Regions from separate parts of the Sus scrofa genome. Here region 1 is linked to region 2. The links are chromatin contacts, called in public HiChIP or PLAC-seq maps. All regions are on one chromosome and are shown on one strand. The core of a region is the stretch at or near the end of the contact, and the rest is flanking DNA. Distances in the headings are between cores, read along the strand shown. Region 1 holds the start of PSMF1 (proteasome inhibitor subunit 1). Region 2 holds the start of NSFL1C (NSFL1 cofactor).

What was found. HiChIP or PLAC-seq counts read pairs in DNA pulled down with a chosen protein or histone mark.
Region 1: a contact with region 2 is called in an H3K27ac HiChIP or PLAC-seq map of skeletal muscle, with 4 times the contacts expected there. The contact joins the promoter of PSMF1 here to the promoter of NSFL1C in region 2. A contact is called at or near these places in 1 of 5 promoter capture datasets (liver), 6 of 47 Hi-C or Micro-C datasets (omental adipose tissue, psoas muscle, retroperitoneal adipose tissue and 2 more) and 2 of 2 datasets of contacts at active chromatin or transcription factors (alveolar macrophages and skeletal muscle).

The regions. Positions count from the first base shown.
Region 1 is chr17:34,162,461-34,168,955 of Sscrofa11.1, forward strand. It overlaps PSMF1 (proteasome inhibitor subunit 1), which reads right to left and starts at 2,263. Exons shown (of 7, transcript NM_001243340.1): 1 at 1,983-2,263. The coding sequence starts at 2,111. It overlaps LOC102164496 (a long non-coding RNA gene), which reads left to right and starts at 2,341. Exons shown (of 3, transcript XR_001302079.2): 1 at 2,341-2,516.
Region 2 is chr17:33,863,945-33,871,248 of Sscrofa11.1, forward strand. NSFL1C (NSFL1 cofactor) reads left to right here and starts at 5,611. Exons shown (of 9, transcript NM_001244443.1): 1 at 5,611-5,759. The coding sequence starts at 5,655.

The sequences.
Region 1 (6,495 bases), core at 1,013-3,512, 300 kb after region 2:
CTCAACATGTGGCACCAAGAAGAGAGTGGAATTAGATGGATCTCTGGGATTCAGTTAAGGATCCTTTATTCACTTTGTTAGACCAGTATTAAAGTGAAATTGTGTACTTTCTGAAAACTTAGGAGCCTGGAGTGTATGGCAAGGGAATGATGCCAGTTAGGACAGGGCAATGATCTACAGGAACTGATGTCCCTAAGCTGTCCAAGTGACTGAGAGAGAACTGCTGACAGGATTTGGGAGGGGACGAGTGGTGTGAGCAGTGCTGATACATGTCTGTGTAATGGGGAGAAGGGAGTCCCTGTAACAAGTTCCTGCTCCTGGGGGGAGAGTAAACAGAGTGAGGTACATGAGAAGGGACAGCGAGCAGGGCAGACCTGTCCGATCTGAGGGGTTGGGGGGGGGGATGCTGAGAGCCGATAGGGAAGCCCCAAGGGCAGAGGCAAGTCTTACCCTCCTCTCAGTCCCACTGTCCCCGGAACCATCCTACACACCAGCTATCTAGGAGAACACCCCAGAAAAGGTGATATGAAATGCCTGGGGCAAGTGAAAGGGCTGTTAAAGACTGGAAAGCTGGAATGGAGCCAAGTGGGGAGACTATGCACTGAAAGGGGAAATTTGACTGTTTAGTGTGGGCCGCCTCTACCTGGTCCCAAATTGTGAAATGTTGAAAGGCAAGGCAAGTGAGACAAAGTGCAGGGCGATCAGAAAAGCCAAGTCTGGGGGAGGGGGGGAGCCAGAGATCCATGACAATACTTGTGTTTCTTATTCCTGTTGATCAGGGTGTGATGGTCTTGGTCAACAGTTCTAAGGGAAAAGGAATGGACAGTGAGGATGGGGTACAGAACCTGGATGTATAAACTGTGTTTGACGAGGGATCCCTAAAGCTCTGTATCAGAAGAAGAAAAACTAAGTCTCTGGATGTATGCGTGAGAAACTAAAAAGGATTAGGGAGCTTGAGAACTAAAGCAGTTAGAAATGAAAGTAAGATTAAGATCTCACTGTGAGATGGAAGGAGTGAAGCACCCTGCTCCCCAGAGCTGGTCTAGGTTCTGACAGTGAAAAGGCAGTGGTGGCTTGGCTGAGTGTGTGTACGGGAGGCTATTTTCTCAGATGGAGCGAAGGGACAGTAAGGGCTTCCCGCCCAGTTCTCAGAGGAAGTGTACAAGGATGTGGAGGGGGAGAGTCAGAGGGAAGGGGCAGGGGCAGATGGGAGAATGCTACAGCAAAGAATTAGTGAGGCTGCCTGGGCCCAGCAGTCCTAGGGCTCTGTGGGGATGACAACAAGGCCCCCAGCAGGAAGAGGCAGAACCTGAGGACAAGAGAACAGGAGGGGCTGGTCCTGTAGGACATCTTTGGGGATGCAAACCTACAGGCCCTCACACACAGGGTGCACCTCTGCATGTGTGTGGCAGGCTGTTCTTGCCCCAAAGCCTGAGCTAAAGATGACAACCAGAGAGTGGGCTGCACTGGGCCCTTCAGGAAAGGGAGAGGGTGTCTGAGCTCTCAGGGCCCTTGACTGGAGCTGAATGGGTCCAAGCTCACCCCTATACCCCTGCATGGATCCAGATACCTGCTGGGCGCTAAGTACAGTAGGAGGATAGTGCTGACAACAGCCCCACCCACCCAGCTGTATGGGAAGAAGCTTCGCGGAGTTCAGATAGGTGAAGAGGGCTCAGGGGGGCTGCACACCTGCCTCGGTGCCAGATCCACACAATCCCGGCCTGGGAGACTGCCGGGCTGTACGGGAGCGAGACTCTGTCCTTGGCTTTTCAAATCATGTTGTGCCAGCTGGGCTGGGACAGTTCAGCTAGCACCTCCCTGACCTGCAGGCCATAGGGAGCAATGGTGTCATAAGCCTCAGTGCCTGGACTTGGGGAGGAGGGAAGGCCAGGCACTAAGGACCAAGCCGACGGTCCTCTGGGTTCAGGCAGGAGACACCTTACCCCCTCCACCCTGGCCCTGGGCTGGCTCGGTTGGCGTACCTGGTCGCCGGCGCCCAAGCCGTAGTAGCCGTGCGTAACCACCTCCCAGTGTAGGAAGCAGACGAGGGCGTCCTGCGCGCAGGTGATGGTCGGCGCCGCAGACGCGAACAGGACCTCCAAGCCCGCCATGCGCGCCCCCGGCCTCTGCAGGCAGAATAAGGAAGGGAGAGAGTGCGGTGAGCCGGCTCGGCCCTCAGAGTACCGAGAACACCGCTTCGCCGATCCGCTGGTCTGAGTCACGTCCCTAACCTGCGCGGCCAAAATGGAGACGCCCCAGTGCTGGGGGCGTGGCCGCCGGAAGTGCCTGCCGGGGCCGGCGGTGCTGCGAGAGTGAGCCCGACTGGAAGCAAGAGCGCGACTCTCAAATGTTCCGCCAGGCAGCGGGCGGGCGAGGCGGATATCCTGGGGGTGAGGTCCTTCAAAGACGAAATCTTCAACTGGCCGTAGTTGGCGGAGCCACTACACGCAGGCTGTGGCGTCCTTGAGGAGGGGCTACTTTGTTCAGAGCCACAGACTTCTCATCTGCAGAATGAGGTGGGTTTATGCTGGTGGCGGAAGAGATTATGAAATAGGCCTAAAATATACTGATAATAATCGTTAGCACTTATGCAGTGCTTGTTCCGGACCACGTAATTCTAAATACTTGTATTCATTTATTTAAAACTCACAATCCAACCCCATAAAGTTTTTGTTAACTCCATTTTACAGATGGGTAAACAGGAACAAAGGGGTAAATTTGACCAAGATGAGTGAGTGGCAGAGGTGATACTGCAATCTAGTCTAGCTCCTTGGATAACATTGATTAAATGTTTATTGCTGCTAGATCCTGTGTCAAAACCTCTATATCGGGAGTTCCCGTCGTGGCGCAGTGGTTAACGAATCTGACTAGGAACCATGAGGTTCGGGTTTGATCCCTGGTCTTGCTCAGTGGGTTAAGGATCCGGCGTTGCCGTGAGCTGTGGTGTAGGTTGCAGACGCGGCTCGGATCCCGCGTTGCTGTGGCTGTGGCGTAGGCCAGTGGCTACAGCTCCGATTAGACCCCTAGCCTGGGGACCTCCATATGCCGCAGGAGCAGCCCTAGAAAAGGCAAAAAGACAAAACAAACAAACAAACAAAACAAAACCCAACCAACCAAAAACAACAAAAAACAAAAAAAACAAAAAAACAAACACCTTTATATCACCTTATCAAAAACTCTATGTGTTAAGTTTCATTATTATTCCCACTTTTCATATTTATCACCAGTTCAAAGAATGGAAGCCACTTCCCCCCAAAAACACAGCTGCTAACTCCAGAGCTGGTGCTCCTGATCTACTACCAAATTTCAGTCATTCATTTTCCTGTCTCCTTCATAATTTTTTTTTTTTCTGCCACAGCTCACAGCAATGTGGGATCCTTAACCCACTGATGGAGGCCAGGGGTGGAACCTGCATCCTCTTGGATAGTAGTTGGGTTCATTTCTTCTGAGCCACAACGGGAATTCCCTCCTTCGTAATTTTTATTATGTATTAGTTCTTCAACAAGTTTCTTGAAATCCTCTTATTGCTTTTACTCAAACAAATTTTGTTTTCCCATCTCAGTCAGCTCCCTGCTGCAAACCACCATCATCTCTCACTGGGATGTTGACACCAGCCTCTCAACTGCCCTACTCTATCTCTGTCTCCCTAAAGTCTATTCTACACTCTGCAACAAGAGATTCTGTTAGAACGTATGCCAGCTCACATCCCTCCTCTGCTCAAAACCCTCCCAGAGCTCCCATCACACTGCAGAGAAAAGTAAGTCCTTCCCATGGTCTGTAGGAACCATCTTATGGTCTGTGCTCCCCACCCCTGCCTCTCTCTAACATTATCTCCTCCAACTCTCCTCCCATCCCCTGCACTCGTCTGCAGTGATCTTGACTCCCCTCTTCTTTTATACCCACATCGGATCGAACAGCAAAGCTCGTCCACTTTACCCTCAAAGTATACTCTGAATCCGACCACTTCTTCCTACCCGCACTGGTTGGAGCCTCTGGCATTTCATACTTGGACTATAGCAGTAGCTTCCTAACCAGTCTCCCTTTTCCGCGTGTTCTGTTCTCCAGGCCTTTGCATGTATTCTTTCTGCCCGAACTGCACTTTCTCATATATCCACATGCTCTTTCATTTTAACTGACTCCTTTCCTCACATCATGTCAGCCTCAGCAGAGGGCTTCCTGACACCCCATGGAAAAGAACCTCCTATCTTTAACCTTTTATCCCGCTTTCTTACCTGCAAAGCATTTATCATAAGCTGACACTATATTACATATGTATTTGCTTAAGTATTTGACATTAATTTTGACCAAGGAGAAGGGACCATGTCCGTCTTGTGTATAGGTATACCTGAATGCCTTCCTGTCTCAGTAAATACTTACTGAATGAATGAATGAGTGAATGCAGAATGAATGAATTCTTGGCCTGAGCTCAGCCCAACTGGGCCACTCTCCCCCATTTGCTTTCCACCACTCACTTTGTTAGCTGGCCCTATACCTCTCCAATTTTTTGTTTTCGGGGTTCCCCTGGGATGCCGAGATTCTTGAATCCCATCTGCAGAGATTCTGGCTGAGCATGTCTGAGGTGGAGTGTAGGTTTATTGACTACACTCTGGGTGATGCTAAAGCCGGTGGCATGGAACTCCTGAGATGTATTGCCTGTGACATGAAGCTGTTTGCCCTTTCCACTGGGAAGCTCTTCGCTTTCAAAGCTTGAAGTGTCCTTCCCCAGTTATTGAAAATTCTCACCTATTCATTATTCACTCATTCACTAAATGTCCGTAGGATAGGTTGCCATGATAGTGATACAGGCTGTGCACTGCACAGAGGTGCCCACCCAGTAGCAGCCCCATTCCTAAGTGTCTACTATGAACACAGCCCAGATAACCAAACTGTAGTTCCTATCTCTACAGAGCTGTCTAGCGGGGGAAAAAAAAAACTGGTAACCCAGTATGAAACCTGTCATGGCAGAGGGGCATTTGGAGGACTATACAAGCCTAGAGGAGACATCTAATTCAGGCTGGGTGTCAGGGAGGTTTTCTTGGAGGAAGAGCCTCCCAGCTGCAGTAACTCTTATTTGGAGAATTGGCAGTGAATTGAGGAACAAAAGGTATTCCAGTAAAGGAGAATGGCACATGCAAAGTCATGAAGGTGGGAAAGGCAGCTGGTACTGTGTGATTAGAGGGTCAGTGTGGCATCCTGAGTGAGGCCTTCTCCCATCTCCTCAACCCACAATCAATTGCTCTCTCCTCTGTGCCGCTGGCCTCAGTGGCATGCGAAGGGGTGGGCATGGGACAGTGAGCTCTGTCAACTTTCGTGGGGAGGAAAATTTTATCGCTGAAGTTGGTTAGAAAGACTGGTTCATGGTGATAATAGAAAGTAGACTGGCTGTTGATCCATTTTATTACTGCTTTTAAGTTTGTTTGTTTTGGCTGTGGCTGCAGCATGCAGAAATTCTAGGACTAGGGATCAAACTCACATCAAAAGCAACAGCAGTGGCAACACCAGATCCTTGATTCACAGAAGCGCCAGGGAACTCCAACTGCTTTTACTTTTTTTTTTTTTTTTTGTCGTTTTAGGGCTGCACCCACACCATATGGAGGTTCCCAGGCTAGGGGTCCAATTGGCCACAGCCACAGCAACACGGGATCCAAGCCACATCTGCAACCTACACCACAGCTCATGGCAATGCCAGACGGATCCCTAACCCACTGAACAAGGCCAGGGATCGAACCCGCAACCTCATAGTTCCTAGTTGGATTCGCTAACCACTGAGCCACGACGGGAACTCCTGCATATATATATATTTTAAGGCAGTGTCCCCACCATCACCATTGCCTGGACCTGTGCAGGCAGCTCCCCTTGATTTGACCACTGCTTTGCATACAATTGGTTATAGCTCACATCTCACAGAACTTGGTTCCTCATTACACATCATCATCCCTGTTACTTGGGTTCCCCCAGAAGCCAACATGAGACAAGGACTTGAGCTGTTTATTTGGGAGCTGATTCCAGGAAATAGCAATAAGGGAGTGCACTAGAGATCCTGGAGAAGTGAGGCAGGGGGTGGAAGGCAGCCAGTGGGTGTTATGTGATCAAGCCAAGGTGCCATCTCTGGGCACCTGGAGCTCAGTCCTGCCTGGCAACTCTGGGAAGCAGCACAGGACTCGCCCCAGAGTTGTTTAAATGAAGGTAAGGGAACTGGAGTGTTTTGTTCCCTCATTCCCAACTACCACAGGTCAAGGGCAACTGGGGGCATGAAAAGCCCTCAGGCAGAGAATTGCAGAGTGTAAAGAAGGAAGCCTGTGATTCTTAGAGGTACCTGCTGGGGGGTGAGTGGGGCACCATGGAGTCTGTTCTGTACCACAGCCCCCTCCACCCTTGTCTGTGGCCTAGATGCGCTAGAGATCCAGGACTGTATTCCACCCATGCTGGACCCCAGGGTCCTCCAGGTTCCTTCATGGATGGGAGCAAGTGGGAAAATCCTCTGGGGCTGGAGAT
Region 2 (7,304 bases), core at 4,361-6,860:
TCTAGCCAAGGGGCTGGATTCGTTTTTATTCGAGATGGACACGTTGAAGCAGATGCCTCTTTGAAATGGATTCCTCAGCAATCAAAGCTTAAATCAGACAATCGCATTACAAAAAAAGGGAAAAAAACAATTGTCAGGGTTTCCAAGGCACTGAGAATTGAATAAATCAATGAATTACCAGACATCTGAAGAAAGGGTAGGTACAATAAATCGAGTAAGGTCTTTCCACAAAAGACCTCCAAGCCCTAATCCCTGGAACCTGTGACTGCTACCTTATCGGCCAAAAGGACTCCGCGGACATGCTTAAAGATCTTTAAATGGGGAGGAGGTCTGGAATTATCCAGGTGGGCCCTACCTAAATCACAATCCCAAGTGTCCTGATGAGGGAGAGACAGAAAGAGAAGGAGAAAGCAATGTGACCCCAAAGGCAGAGCTGGGAGTCATCTGTCCACAAGCCGAAGCACGCCTGCGGCTGTGAGAAACTCAAAGAAGCAAGGAACAGATTCTCCCCAGAGCCTCTGGAGGGAGCTCGGCCCCCTGACACCTTGATTTCAGCCCAGGGATACTGAAGTCAGACTTCTGGCATCCAGACTATGCGAGAATAAATTTCCGTTGTTTGATCCACCAGATTTGCAGTGATGTGTTACAGCAGCCACTGTGACATTAACAGAATGGAATGGGGCCTCTGCGCTAACTGGAGATAGTTCCCTGACCTGCCCCTGGAAACCTCCTCACCTGTCAGGGTCCTGCAGGATTTAGTCCCCGCCATGCACCCCTCCCTCTTCTCATGCCCCACCCCTTAAAGTGACCCTGCTCTGTACACACCTGGGCCACACACATCCAGCCAAGCCTACTTAACCATTTCCTTCAAGATGCCTCCCCAGACCACCCCGTCCAGCATGACATCTTCCTCCTTCTTATTTCCCGTTTGCAGCTCATTTCCCTCACAGCACTTACTGCTACAAGCAAATGTGAGTGTGTGTGTGTTTCCTTGATGTTGATTCCTTGTCCCCACAAGACCTTGAGCTCATCAAGGGCAGGAACCTAACTTGTCACTATTGCAGCCTCTTTCATTTGGCCCTAAAGAGCAGCTGGAGGCTGATGATGTGCCAGGCAGGTGGTGGGAGGTGGTACTAGAGAGTGGGACTGGGGTGAGCCTAGGATGGGAACTGGGGTGAGGATGAAACTGAGCAGGGGGTGGCGGGGGCGGGGGGAGTTCCTGCTGTGGCTCAGTGGGTTAAGGAACAACATAGTGCCCATTAGGGTGCAGGTTAGATCCCTGGCCTCACTCTGTGGGTTAAGGATCTGATGTTGCTGCAAGCCGCAGCATAGGTCGCAGATGCAACGCAGATCGGGCGTTGCTGTGGCTGTTCATAGGTCGGCAGCTGCAGCTCTGATTCCACCCCTCGCCTGGGAACTTCCATATGCTCCAGGTGCAGCCCTGAAAAGAAAAAGAAAGAAACTGGAGCAGGGCTGGGGATGAAACTTGGGGAGGGAGTGGGCTTTGGAGGATAGGGGGTGCATGGGGTGCTGGCAGCAGGGTTGGGGTGAAAGGGGTGGGGCTGGGTAGGTCAGGAGCTGGTGGTGGTGGATCTTCAAGGCATAGGTGAGCCTGGCAGTGGCAGCGGTGGTGGGTCTTGGGGGTGGGGCAGGGCTGGAGGTAGAAAGGAAAGCGAGGCCTTCAGCACCACCCCCACCCACTTTTGTGAAGGACATTTAAATAGGTGTTATGAAGATATAGTTTCAACTTCATACCCTCAAGTCCCCTTCCAATCAAATTGTGGCTGTAAATACCTGCAGTCAGATCACCAGAAGTGGAAGCACACGGCCCTGTGGGCCAAAACGGGCCAGGATGGGAGTTCCGGTTGAATCCGGCTAGGAACCATGAGGTTGTGGGTTCAATCCCTGGCCCTGCTCAGTGGGTTAAGGATCCGGTGTTGCCGTGAGCTGTGGTGTAGGTTGCAGACGCGGCTCGGATCCCGCGTTGCTGTGGCTCTGGCGTAGGCCAGTGGCTACAGCTCTGATTCGCTCCCTAGCCTGGGAACCTCCATATGCTGCAGGTGTGGCCCAAAGAAATAGCAAAAAGACAAAAAAAAAAAAAAAAAAAAAAAAAAGAGTGTCTGGGGGGTGTAGTAAGTGTTCAATAAACACCAGCTGTCAGGTAGTTATAGGGGGAGGATGCCTGGGGTGTGGAGGGGTGCGGGGGGGATATGGAGGAAGGGCCAGGGATGCTCTGGCATTAAAAAAGGCTTCTCCAGTGGCAAAGAAGTGAAGAGGGGTGACATCTAGGTTCAGGGATTCAAACACCAGCCAGATCATGGGGAGCTGATCCCCTACAAACCTTTAAGCTGGAGCAAGTCATCAATCAGTTTCCAGGGTGGACAGACCTGGCTTGGCGGCAGAGCAGAGCATGAGTGTGGTCGGAGTAAGTCTCCAAGATCCTGGACTTTCTAGGAAGTCGGGGGGCATTTGGGGTTGACACAGCGATGAAGAGAGCAGGAACTGGGAATCAGGGCTGGTGCTGGATGCTGTGGCAGCAGGAAAGGGGATTCTTGCACCACAAAAAATGTTCCCTCCTCCCACATGTCCTGTCAGGACCTGGTATAGCTGAAAAGTTGATTTTAATAACGTGAACCTAGATCCTCATTCATTTAACATATAAACTTGAGGTATTTTTGGCACGGTTTTGATATACACCATGTTTTCCAAAAAGCAACTACGTGCCAATAGAAGGCAGGTGGAACTTTGTGTTGTTTATAATCTTAAAGAGGCTTTTTTTAAAACCACTTTGAAAAATTACATCAGCCAATAGCAACACACTTACAATATTTTTTGTCTTTTTAGGGCCGTACCCATGGCATAAGGAAGTTTCCAGGCTAGGGGTCAAATCGGAGCTGCAGCTGCCAGCCTACACCACAGCCAAAGCAACACAGGATCTGAGCCGTGTCTGCAACCTACACCACAGCTCATGGCAATGGCTGGATCCTTAACCCACTGAGTGAGGCCAGGGATCAAACCTGTGTCCTCGCGGATACTAGTCGGGTTTGTTACCGCCAAGCCTGAATGGGAACTCCCATGGACAATATTTTAATCACCCATCATACAGCCCTGTAGGTAAAGATAAGCATCTAATGGCTTCATTTTGCTTTTTCCTGTTCTTATACTTGATAATTTTATCCCAATTATCATCCTTTTTTTCCCCTCCAGTTAGGGCATGATATTGGTTTTCCACATGCACGGAGGTCAGTTTTGCTATCTCTGAATTCCATTTACGGCAGTAAAGGGATGTGAGGAAAATGGGTCTGAGAAAGCTGTGAACACTGGGCTGGCCCACCCCACCTCCTACCATCTTCAAATAGAAGCCCAGAGTGGGCAAGAGGCCCGTTCTTCTCACCCAGCTTGTCCAGGGTCACCATTTCTCCTAGCCACAAAGGCATCCATTCTATGGAAAAGGAACATTTTATTTATTGCAATTAGCCCACAGTCAGCTCAACACTCTTCAGGGGTCCAGGTACCGGCCCTGCATCCTTGTCCTCCAATGTCAACCCCTGCATTTCTCACCTGGTTTCATTTATCCACTCCTTCTTTAATTCAGCAGAGTCATTAAGTGACGATAAGTGACAAGTTTAATGCCAGTGGCTGCAGGTCATGGGAGAGAAAATGACAGCTAACATCTCCTGGGGCCTTACCAAGCATCGAACCTTGCTCTCAGCAGTTCACACTGAATCCTCACACATCCCTCAGGGGTAGGAACTGGGAGGAGCTCCACTTTACCCATCAGGACACGGAAGCTTAGAGACATCATCTGCCCAGTCACACAGGCAGTAATAGCTGGGCTTCAACTCCAGGCTATCCAAGTCCAGAGCTTGTGTTTTTTGTTTGTTTGTTTTTGTCTTTTTAGGTCCGCGCCTGCAGCATATGTAGGTTCCCAAGCTAGGGGTCTGATCGGAGCTGTAGCTGCCGGCCTACAGCACAGCCACAGCTATGTGGGATCAGAGCCTCATCTGCGACCTACACCACAGCTCGAGGCAATGCCAGATCCTTTGCCCACTGAGCAAGGCCAGGGATCGAACATGCATCCTCATGGATACTGGTCGGGTTTGTTAACCTCTGAGCCACGATGGTAACTCCTAGAGCTTGTGCTCTCAAGCCACGTTGCACTGGACACAGCCTCAGCCATACTGCCACCGGGATCATGGCCCTTGGGGAAGGCTTGACATGGTGTCAGAGGGCATGCAAGGGGGACTGTCTGATGGAGCCTGGGGATGAGAAAGGCCATGGGAGGAGGGAACACCTAAACTGAGACGGGAAGGATGAGCAGGAGCTGATGGGGGAAGAGGGAGAAAAGAGCACCCCGGGAGGGGGTAAAAGGCAACAGGGCAAAGAAGCTGAGGACTCTAAGGCAAGATTGTGTCTGAGGATGTGCCCTTGGAGCAGAGACTCAGGAAAGTGAGCACCTTGCCCACCCATGAGGGAAGGGTGTTCCAGGCAAAAAGCAACAAGGCTCCGAGGCCAATATGTGTCTGGTGCACCAGAGGAACAGCAACAAGGACCACGTACCTGGAGCCAAGGAAGCTGTTGAGACGTGTGAACTGGAGTTTGACACTTGCCATCTGCCTCTACGTGGACTGAATCAACACCCCCCGAAAGGAGCTCAGGGTAGAGATCAGGAGTGAGGCACTCTGTGCTCTGGGGAAACCGGCAGGACAGGTCTTCGGATACGTAGACATTTTCAGGAGATTTTATGAGCTCAATTCTTGCATCTCCTCATGCCTAGAAAAGCACTAAAATCCTCCGTGGTGATGTCTGCACCTCGTGACTAACAGTCATCTTCATGAGACTAGCAGCAAACATTTGTAAAATATGGCTTGCTTCCATGTACCTTCCCCTTCACCAAAATCACATGTATGCTGACATTTCTCACTGCCCCTTTGGAGCGGTATTTCGGAGCTATCTGAAATGGTGCCTCCCAGTCTGTATCTTCATTTTGCCACACATAAAACTCAACTCTCAACTTTTAGGTTCGCATTTAAAAAAAAAAAAAAAGCTTAGGAGAAGATAAGAGGGAGGGCTGGCACATCTCCCTGGGGTCTTGAAGGCCGTGAGACTTTGTCTTTTATGCACATTTAGATGGGGAGCCAAAGAAGGGTCAGGAGACAAGAGTGACTCCTTCAAGGCTGTCAAACATGGGCAACAAGAAGGGCAGGTATTTTATTTTGCAAGCCATTGATCCTCAGCCCTGGAAGAGCAGGAGCCCCTTGACAACACTCAGTAAATATTTGAACAAGTAAATGAATGAACGAATGAGTAAATTAATGACATGATAAACCAACTCAGTGTGTAATTGTGAAACCGACTCCTTCCGGGAGCCTTCATGCCACAGGCACTGGTGGAAGACTCGCCCTGCTTCTCATACTCCCCTCATCTCCCACCACCCCACGCCATTAGACTTCGGGTTAGCGCTGTGGCCGCCAGAGGGCGCGGAGCGTTGACGGTTCCCGGACGGAAGACTTTGCGTGAGGCACCGCGTGGGGCGGGGCCTGTGGGCGGGGTGCTGTTCGGCTGGGCTGGGTCTGCTGGCGGGCGGAACGCGGTGGCGGGGCTGAGGCTGTGCGGCGCCGCCCGGAGCGCTTTGGGCGGCGCACGGGGCGAAGATGGCGGCGGAGCGACAGGACGCGCTGAGGGAGTTCGTGGCGGTGACGGGCGCGGAGGAGGACCGAGCCCGCTTCTTCCTCGAGTCGGCCGGCTGGGACCTGCAGGTAGAGCCGCGAGGCGGGCCGTGTCCGGCAGGCTAGGGGCTATGGGGCGTGGGCGCTTGGAGCCTCAAGCCCGAGGTGGCCGAAGCGCACAGTCATCCCGCCGGGCCCAGGCCTCAGGGTCCTGGGGCCGCTGCCACGCGTCGCAAGCTCCGCCTGGGTGTGGTAAAATGCGGGCCAGCCCCGGGCCCGACCTTCTCTGTTGGGCCTCAGTTTCCCCTTCTTCCTGGCTGTCGGGTTAGCGAGAGTTGGGGCACTGCCGCATCCCGCGTGGAGAGGGGAGCCTGGGGGCGTGGCTGCCGCGCCGTGTGTCGGCTGCAGGCCGGGCGGCCTGGACCGACCAGCTCCCGGGTGGCGCTGGGGACGAGGTGCTCCTTCGTTTCCATCTCTGCGGCCCCAGCCGCAGGAGGAGGGAGAAGCTGTGCCTGGGACTTGACCCACCCCTCCTCCTACCTAAATGCTGGGAGAAACTGGGTGGTGGCGCAAGATTGGAGCCTATTCTAAGTTACTCATCTGTAAAGTGGGAGTCTCAGTGGAGCTTATCGTCTAATTCATTGGCACGTATCAAGTGTCCATTAAATGTTTGGTAATTAGTTAAGAAGACAGGAAGATGAGCCAAGCGAGGCAGGGAATTTTGTAAACTGTTGAATCCCTTGTGCCTAGAACAACATCTGACTCAGTAATTAATGGTAGAAGAAATTGCATACATATCCTTGGCCAGTGTACATCTTAGGTAGATGATGATGATTAATGTTTATTGACTGCTCACCAGAAGCCAAGTGCTGTTCTAACTGCTTTTTGTGTCTTAAGTCGTTTAACCTTTGCATTTTGAAGCTGAGGTTTAGGGAGGTCAAGTAACTTGCTCAATGCCTCACTAGCTCCTAAGTGGAAAAGATGGCATTAGAACTCAGTTTTGTCTAATAACAGAGCCCAAGCTGTCAATCACCATGTGTCAGACACTTTATGTATGATTCATTTAATCCTAGCAACACTGTGTGAATTAAAGAAGTCTACCTCAGTTGTACAGATGAGGAATCGGAAGCTCAGAGGGCAGGTGATCAGCCCAAGGTCACACAGCCAGGAGTTAGGATTTGATCTGGGTCTGCTGACCTCACCATTTATATGCTTCCCCACAGTGAGAGTCAGGTAAAGCATTACGCTTCACACATGTGAAACCCCTGCGCTGGGCAGAAATACAAAACCTAGCTTTTGCCTGAAAGACCTAAAAGCTCACAGGGTTACAGTTGGCAACTCGTCAGCCCCATCTCCTGATGCTATAGGTGGTGAAGCCGGCTCATGCATGTGGCATGACTGTCCTGGCCCTGCCCTCAATGCCGAGTCAGTGGGCGTTCCACCACAGCTCACTGCCTCCTCACAGGCCTGCTGTGTCCTGCCAAGGCATACTGCTTCCAGCAGGCTGGTTGTGTCCCATGAAGGAACGCTGCTCCTGGCAAGCTGGTTATGTCCCACAGCAGCTCACTGGCTTCTATGAGTTGGTGACCTCAAGTACTGGAGCCATTTCTTTTTCATTCTTGTAAACCTCATTGC